Linked DNA regions of Mus musculus: region 1 is linked to region 2. Evidence: chromatin contacts called from public HiChIP or PLAC-seq data. All regions are on one chromosome and are shown on one strand. Each heading gives the region's core, a stretch centred on a gene start, on an enhancer-like site or on the middle of the called end of the contact. The rest is flanking DNA. Distances are from core to core; before and after follow the strand shown.

Evidence for each region. HiChIP or PLAC-seq counts read pairs in DNA pulled down with a chosen protein or histone mark.
Region 1: an H3K27ac HiChIP or PLAC-seq map of embryonic stem cells shows a contact between it and region 2, with 33 read pairs. The contact joins two enhancer-like sites. A contact is called at or near these places in 1 of 39 promoter capture datasets (3T3-L1-derived adipocytes), 11 of 484 Hi-C or Micro-C datasets (B cells, the G1E-ER4 cell line, bone marrow-derived macrophages and 7 more), 5 of 115 datasets of contacts at active chromatin or transcription factors (bone marrow-derived macrophages and embryonic stem cells) and 2 of 9 other capture datasets (adipose tissue and liver).

Annotation. Positions count from the first base shown.
Region 1 is chr6:37,855,977-37,858,676 of GRCm38.p6, forward strand. No RefSeq gene overlaps it. Among named protein-coding and RNA genes, the nearest start is that of Trim24, 13 kb to the right of the region's middle. Within about 2 kb of position 1,420, at least 13 of the 459 cell types and tissues checked have an H3K27ac peak or open chromatin away from gene starts, as enhancers often do. A contact at or near this core is called in embryonic stem cells, where this site is marked.
Region 2 is chr6:37,766,418-37,769,117 of GRCm38.p6, forward strand. No RefSeq gene overlaps it. Among named protein-coding and RNA genes, the nearest start is that of Gm38791, 53 kb to the left of the region's middle. Within about 2 kb of position 1,379, at least 8 of the 459 cell types and tissues checked have an H3K27ac peak or open chromatin away from gene starts, as enhancers often do. A contact at or near this core is called in embryonic stem cells, where this site is marked.

The DNA of each region.
Region 1 (2,700 bases), core at 170-2,669, 90 kb after region 2:
ATTGCCAGGTAACTTGGGGTTGAACTTAGACAAAATGCTAACACTAACAAGTCCAATTTGAAGGCTCTGTCCAATTATACCTCTGAAAGGTTCTCTTTCTGGTGTGTAGACCTCCCACAGGCCACATGTAGCCTTTCCTTGATGTTGTCAAGTTTGCTGAGAGGAGGAAAGCTCTATCTGTCTTCCTCTTTTGAAGGCATGGATCTAATGGAATTGAGCTTGACATACATATAGTAAGAAACACATAATTTGTTTTGTCTGTTAAGGGCCAACTAACTCCATTTTTCCTCCTTTTTTAGTGAAACATAGTGTTAGAATTTGCTTTAAGCCCGGCGTGGTGGCACATGCCTTTAATCCCAGCACTCCGGAGGCAGAGGCAGGCGGATTTCTGAGTTCGAGGCCAGCCTGGTCTACAAAGTGAGCTCCAGGACAGCCAGGGCTATACAGAGAAACCCTGTCTTGAAAAAAAAAAAAAAAAAAAAAAAAATTTGCTTTATTTCTATGTAGTTCCCTGTGGTGTTTCTTCTGTAATCATGTCCAAGCTTGTGGTTTTTTTTTTTTTTTTTTTTTTTTTTTTTGGTTTCCGAGTCAGGGTTTCTCTGTGTAGCCCTGGCTGTCCTGGAACTCACTTTGTAGACCATGCTGGCCTCGAACTCAGAAATCCGCCTCCCGAGTGCTGGGATTAAAGGCCAAGCCTGGTTTTTTGTTTGTTTTTGTTGGTTTTGTTCGTTTGGTGTGCTTTTTACTTGTTCTTCCTTTATAATCTTGTGATTTACATGTCCTAAGTTGTTTCTGTTGTTTTATTATATGTTACAAGAACTGGCTGACCATAACACCATAACATATATCTTTTCCCATAATCATAAAAATAGCTAACTAATTTACTAACTGCAAAAATTCTGCTTTTGCGCCGGGCGGTGGTGGCACATGCCTTTAATCCCAGCACTTGGGAGGCAGAGGCAGGCAGATTTCTGAGTTCAAGGCCAGCCTGGTCTACAGAGTGAGTTCCAGGACAGCCAGGGCTATACAGAGAAACCCTGCCTCGAAAATCAAAAAAAATAAAAATAAAAAAATGCTGCTTTTGCAATCAAAGGTCAGACAGAGCCTGACTATAAAAGGTTCCCTTGCTTTTTAGTCAGGGCTACTTCTCACTCCTACTTCCAGTGAGATTGCAAGTTTAGTCTAGCCATAAAAAAAATTTCACATTGAAACATTCCTGTGTTTGCTCCTGGTTTTTCTCATCACAATGTTGTCTTAGTTATTTTTATATTGCTGTAATAAAAGGCCATGATCCAAGTAACTTGGGGAAGAAAAAGAAGTCAGGGTAGGAACTCAAGGCAGGAGAGTGGAGGCAGTGAATGAAGCAGAGGCCAGAGGCCATGGAGGAAGGCTGCTTACCGGCCTGCTCAGCTTCCTTTCTTACACAACCCAGGCCCATCTGCCAAGGACCATTCCCTCTCACATCAATCATTAAACAATGAAATGCCCATACACTTGCCTACAAGATGAAGGTATTTTCTCAATTGAGGTTCTCCCTTCCCCGAAGACTCTAGTTCTAACAAATTGACATAAAATAATTAACCAGGACTTGTGTTTGTCCCAGTTCCTGACACCCTTGTAAGGTCCTGAATGACAGAGATAAAGGGAGAATATTTTATTCTAATATACCTTTGGCTTTGGTGGCTTTCAGAGACGCTGCATCAGAATCCTTGGAATTTCCTGAGTGATAGATGAGTACTGAGAGCCTTCTGTTATTCATATTGAGCTTCTTCCTCCATGCATAGGTGAGAGTCACCTAGGGCTCTTTCAAGGTAAACACCTAGTAGGGGAATTGGTACTTTCCCCGCCCCACCACCTCTGTTAAGGGACAGGGGCCAGAAATGGATTCAGCCTGGACAAAGATTTAATCACCTGTGTAATGAAGCCTCCATAAAAACCTATAACTGATAAGGTTTGGAGAGCTTCCGGGGTGGCAACAAAACAAAACAAGTATTGGGGGAACAGTGCCCCCTGTGCAACCACACCTCCCATGATCGCCTGACCTCCCTGAGATTTCATCTTTGTAATGCATCATAAATGAATGAAGCAGTGTGTTCTGGAGGTTTAGCTACCTGCTCTAGCATGGAAAAGGATGGTGGGTGAATAAAGAAAAAAGAAATAAAAAGGAAAGGAAATGTCATGGCTGCTCCTAGCTGTGGTGAAGAAGAAACTTTATTGTGAATAATATTGTGTTGTAAATATATTCTTAAGGTCTACGATGGTTAGATAGGACTGGACTACAAAACATCCAATCCTGCTGGCTATAGTGGCTCATGCCTTTAATCCTAGAGCTTGGGAGACAGAGATAGGCAGATCTCCATGAGTTCAAGGCCTGCCTGGATGACACAACAGCCAGAGCTACATAGTGAGACCCTGTCGTTCTAGGGAGTGCTATCAATCTCTTTACCTCCTCGTTCTTCTAGTTCCTGGATGCGTTTTTTCCCTTCCTTCCTTCCTTCTTTCCTCCCTCCCTCCCTTCTTTTCTTTCTTTCTTTCTTTCTTTCTTTCTTTCTTTCTTTCTTTCTTTCTTTCTTTCTTTCTTTCTGTTGTTTGTTCGTTTTTGGTTTAGTTGTTTAGTTGTTTGTTTTGAGACAGGGTTTTGAGGGACCCTAAGGGCTTTTCCAGTCCCAAACCCTCCTTACAGCTTCCCCCTCCTGCCTC
Region 2 (2,700 bases), core at 129-2,628:
TAATTGGTCAATTTCTTTTGCCAATGGTCCTGACAAGCTTATATGAGACTGAATATGGGTGATATATAATGGATAGTTTCTATTTCTGATTGTCTATTGCAGCTATATAAATAACAAAATTAATTCTGAATTATCCAGAATAAATTCAGAAATTTCTATATGCAGAACACCTCTTTCTGCATATTGAGAGTCAGTAATTATATTAAGGGATTCAGGAAAATCTAATAATATCATAAAAATTGCACAGAGCACTGATTTTTTTTAACTGAAGTATATGGACTTTGAACTACTTTGCTCATTGTATCTGACTGGTAGCCTGCCATTCACAACTTATTTGCATCCATATAGAATGTAGGTGTTTCAGGAATTGGTGTTCCTTTTAGAATAAATGGGAGAACCCAGTTATTTTGTTTTATAAACAGAAAATGCTTGCTTTTAGGATACTTGCTGTTAATTTTTCCCAAAAAGTTGCTATAAGCTTATTTCCAATCTTCATTGACAACCCATAATGATATAATCTCAGCATTATTATAAGGCACTATAATTTCTTCCAGGTCCATCATGAGAATTGATATAATCTAATTCTATCTTTTATGATTAAATAGAACATTTTTCTATGTAAGTCTTCTTCTTTTTTTTTTTACTTTGTTTGTGTGCTGAGAAAATCCATTCCATAATACTCTCTTCTCTTTGTATAATGAGCCCAGTAGGAGAATGAGTTGAAGGCAAAATAACAAAAATACAGTCAAGTTTGGCATCTAGGCAATCTACATATGCATCTTGCAGTCTCTGGTCTCCCAGAGTTAACTCTCTGCTTCAGCTGTTAACCATCTTAGACTGTTTAAGTCTTTTTTTTTTTTTTTTAAGATTTATTTATTTATTATATGTAAGTACATTGTATCTGTCTTCAGGCGTACCAGAAGAGGGCATCAGATCTCATTACGGTGGTTGTGAGTCACCATGTGGTTGCTGGGATTTGAACTCAGGACCTTCGGAAGCCATCTCACCAGCCCCAACTGTTTAAGTATCAATCTCTTTGTAATCTTTGAAACAAATTATCTCATTCTTGAGTAGCTAATCCAATGATAGGCTCTAACTAATTAATATCTCCCATTAATTTTTGAAAATCATTAAGAGTTTGCAATTGATCTCTTCTTCTCTGTATCTTTTGTGGTAGATTTTTGTTGTTGTTGACTTACTTTATAACCTAAATAGTGAATAGATAATCTCCTCTATTTATTTTTTTTCAAAAACACTCTGTAACCCCCAGCTTGGCAGAATTCTCTGTTTTCTTCACCATTTTCTCTAAAGTATATGCATCAGAATGGCCTTTCATTGTTCTTGTGGGTGTTCACCTGTAAGTTTCCTCCCCTGGGACTTCAACTCTGTGGGAAGCTTAATTAACATGGGAATGGTATATCCTTATCCTGATCCCATCCACCTTAACAGCCAAAGGCAAGGTCAGGATCACAGTGTGAACCCTTTCCAAGGAGGTTGCAGAGTTTTGTGGTTATGTCTCTTAATCCAGACTTTGTCACCTGGGTCAAATCAATAGAGGATGGGGGAGGAGCAGGCCCATAAACCTAGCAGATGGCAGCCAGAGTTGCTTCTGGACCCTATGGAGGACTTCTAAGGATTTAACAAACTTATGTAGGTTATATTCAGCTAAGATATCAGACTGGAGGTTAGGCAGCAAGGGAGGGGGCCTCCCATATAGGACCGCAACAGTGGGAAGGCTGTATAGGGGGTGTCCCTAGTCCTATATAAGACATAAGGTAGGAGAGACACCCAATCACTGCCAGTTTCAGGGCCTAATTTGGTTAAGGCCTCTTTCAGGGTCCAATTTATCTTCTCTACTTGCCCAGAACTCTGTGGTCTGTATTCACAATGTAACTTCTAATTGGTTCCCAAAACCTGTGCTAGAGATTGAGTTACCTGAGAGCTGAATGTTGGTCCACTGTCAGACCCAAGCAGGGTAGGCAAACCATACCACAGTATGATGTCTTTTTACATTGGAAGTCTCCTTCTCTTTAGGGTAGGCTTCTATCTGGCTAGCAAATACTTGTATCCATATGTTCCTGGCTTTATTTCTGTATAATCTATTCCCAAATTAGCCCCTGGCTGTTGACCCCTGATTCTGGTTCCTGGAGCAGCTCCTTGATTGGGGCCTGAGGAGTTCACACCCTGGCAGGTGGCACAGTCCGAGATTACCAGATCAACCACGTGTCTTAAGTCAAATATTTGTACTTTGTCCCTCATAGCAGTTCCTTCAGTTTTGGGTGATGGAGTGTGAAGCTTGATGAATCTGATGGATGAGTTGTTTAGCAAACTCCTTAACATAGAATGGAGCAGCCTTCAGAGGTCCGCAACCATCCATTCCTTCCGTAAACTCCTTGGCATTTTGCCTGAAGTCATTTGTCTTCAGGAGTATATTCAGGAATGGCTGGTAGTGCAGAGGGCAGCAAAGCTACCAGGATGTTGGCAGAGGAAGCTTGAGCAGCCTCCTTTTTAGCTTTATCAGCTACCCTGTACCCTCTGGTGATTTCTGATGCCCAGAGCAATGAATTATGGCTACTTAGAGAGGAAGCCACAATGCATCCAATAAAACAAATATTCCTTCCTTATTTTTGATGGGTTTTTCTGTAGGGGGTGGCTCTGATGCTTTGATCGAGAATCTGCATGTGAACACTGAAGGTCCTG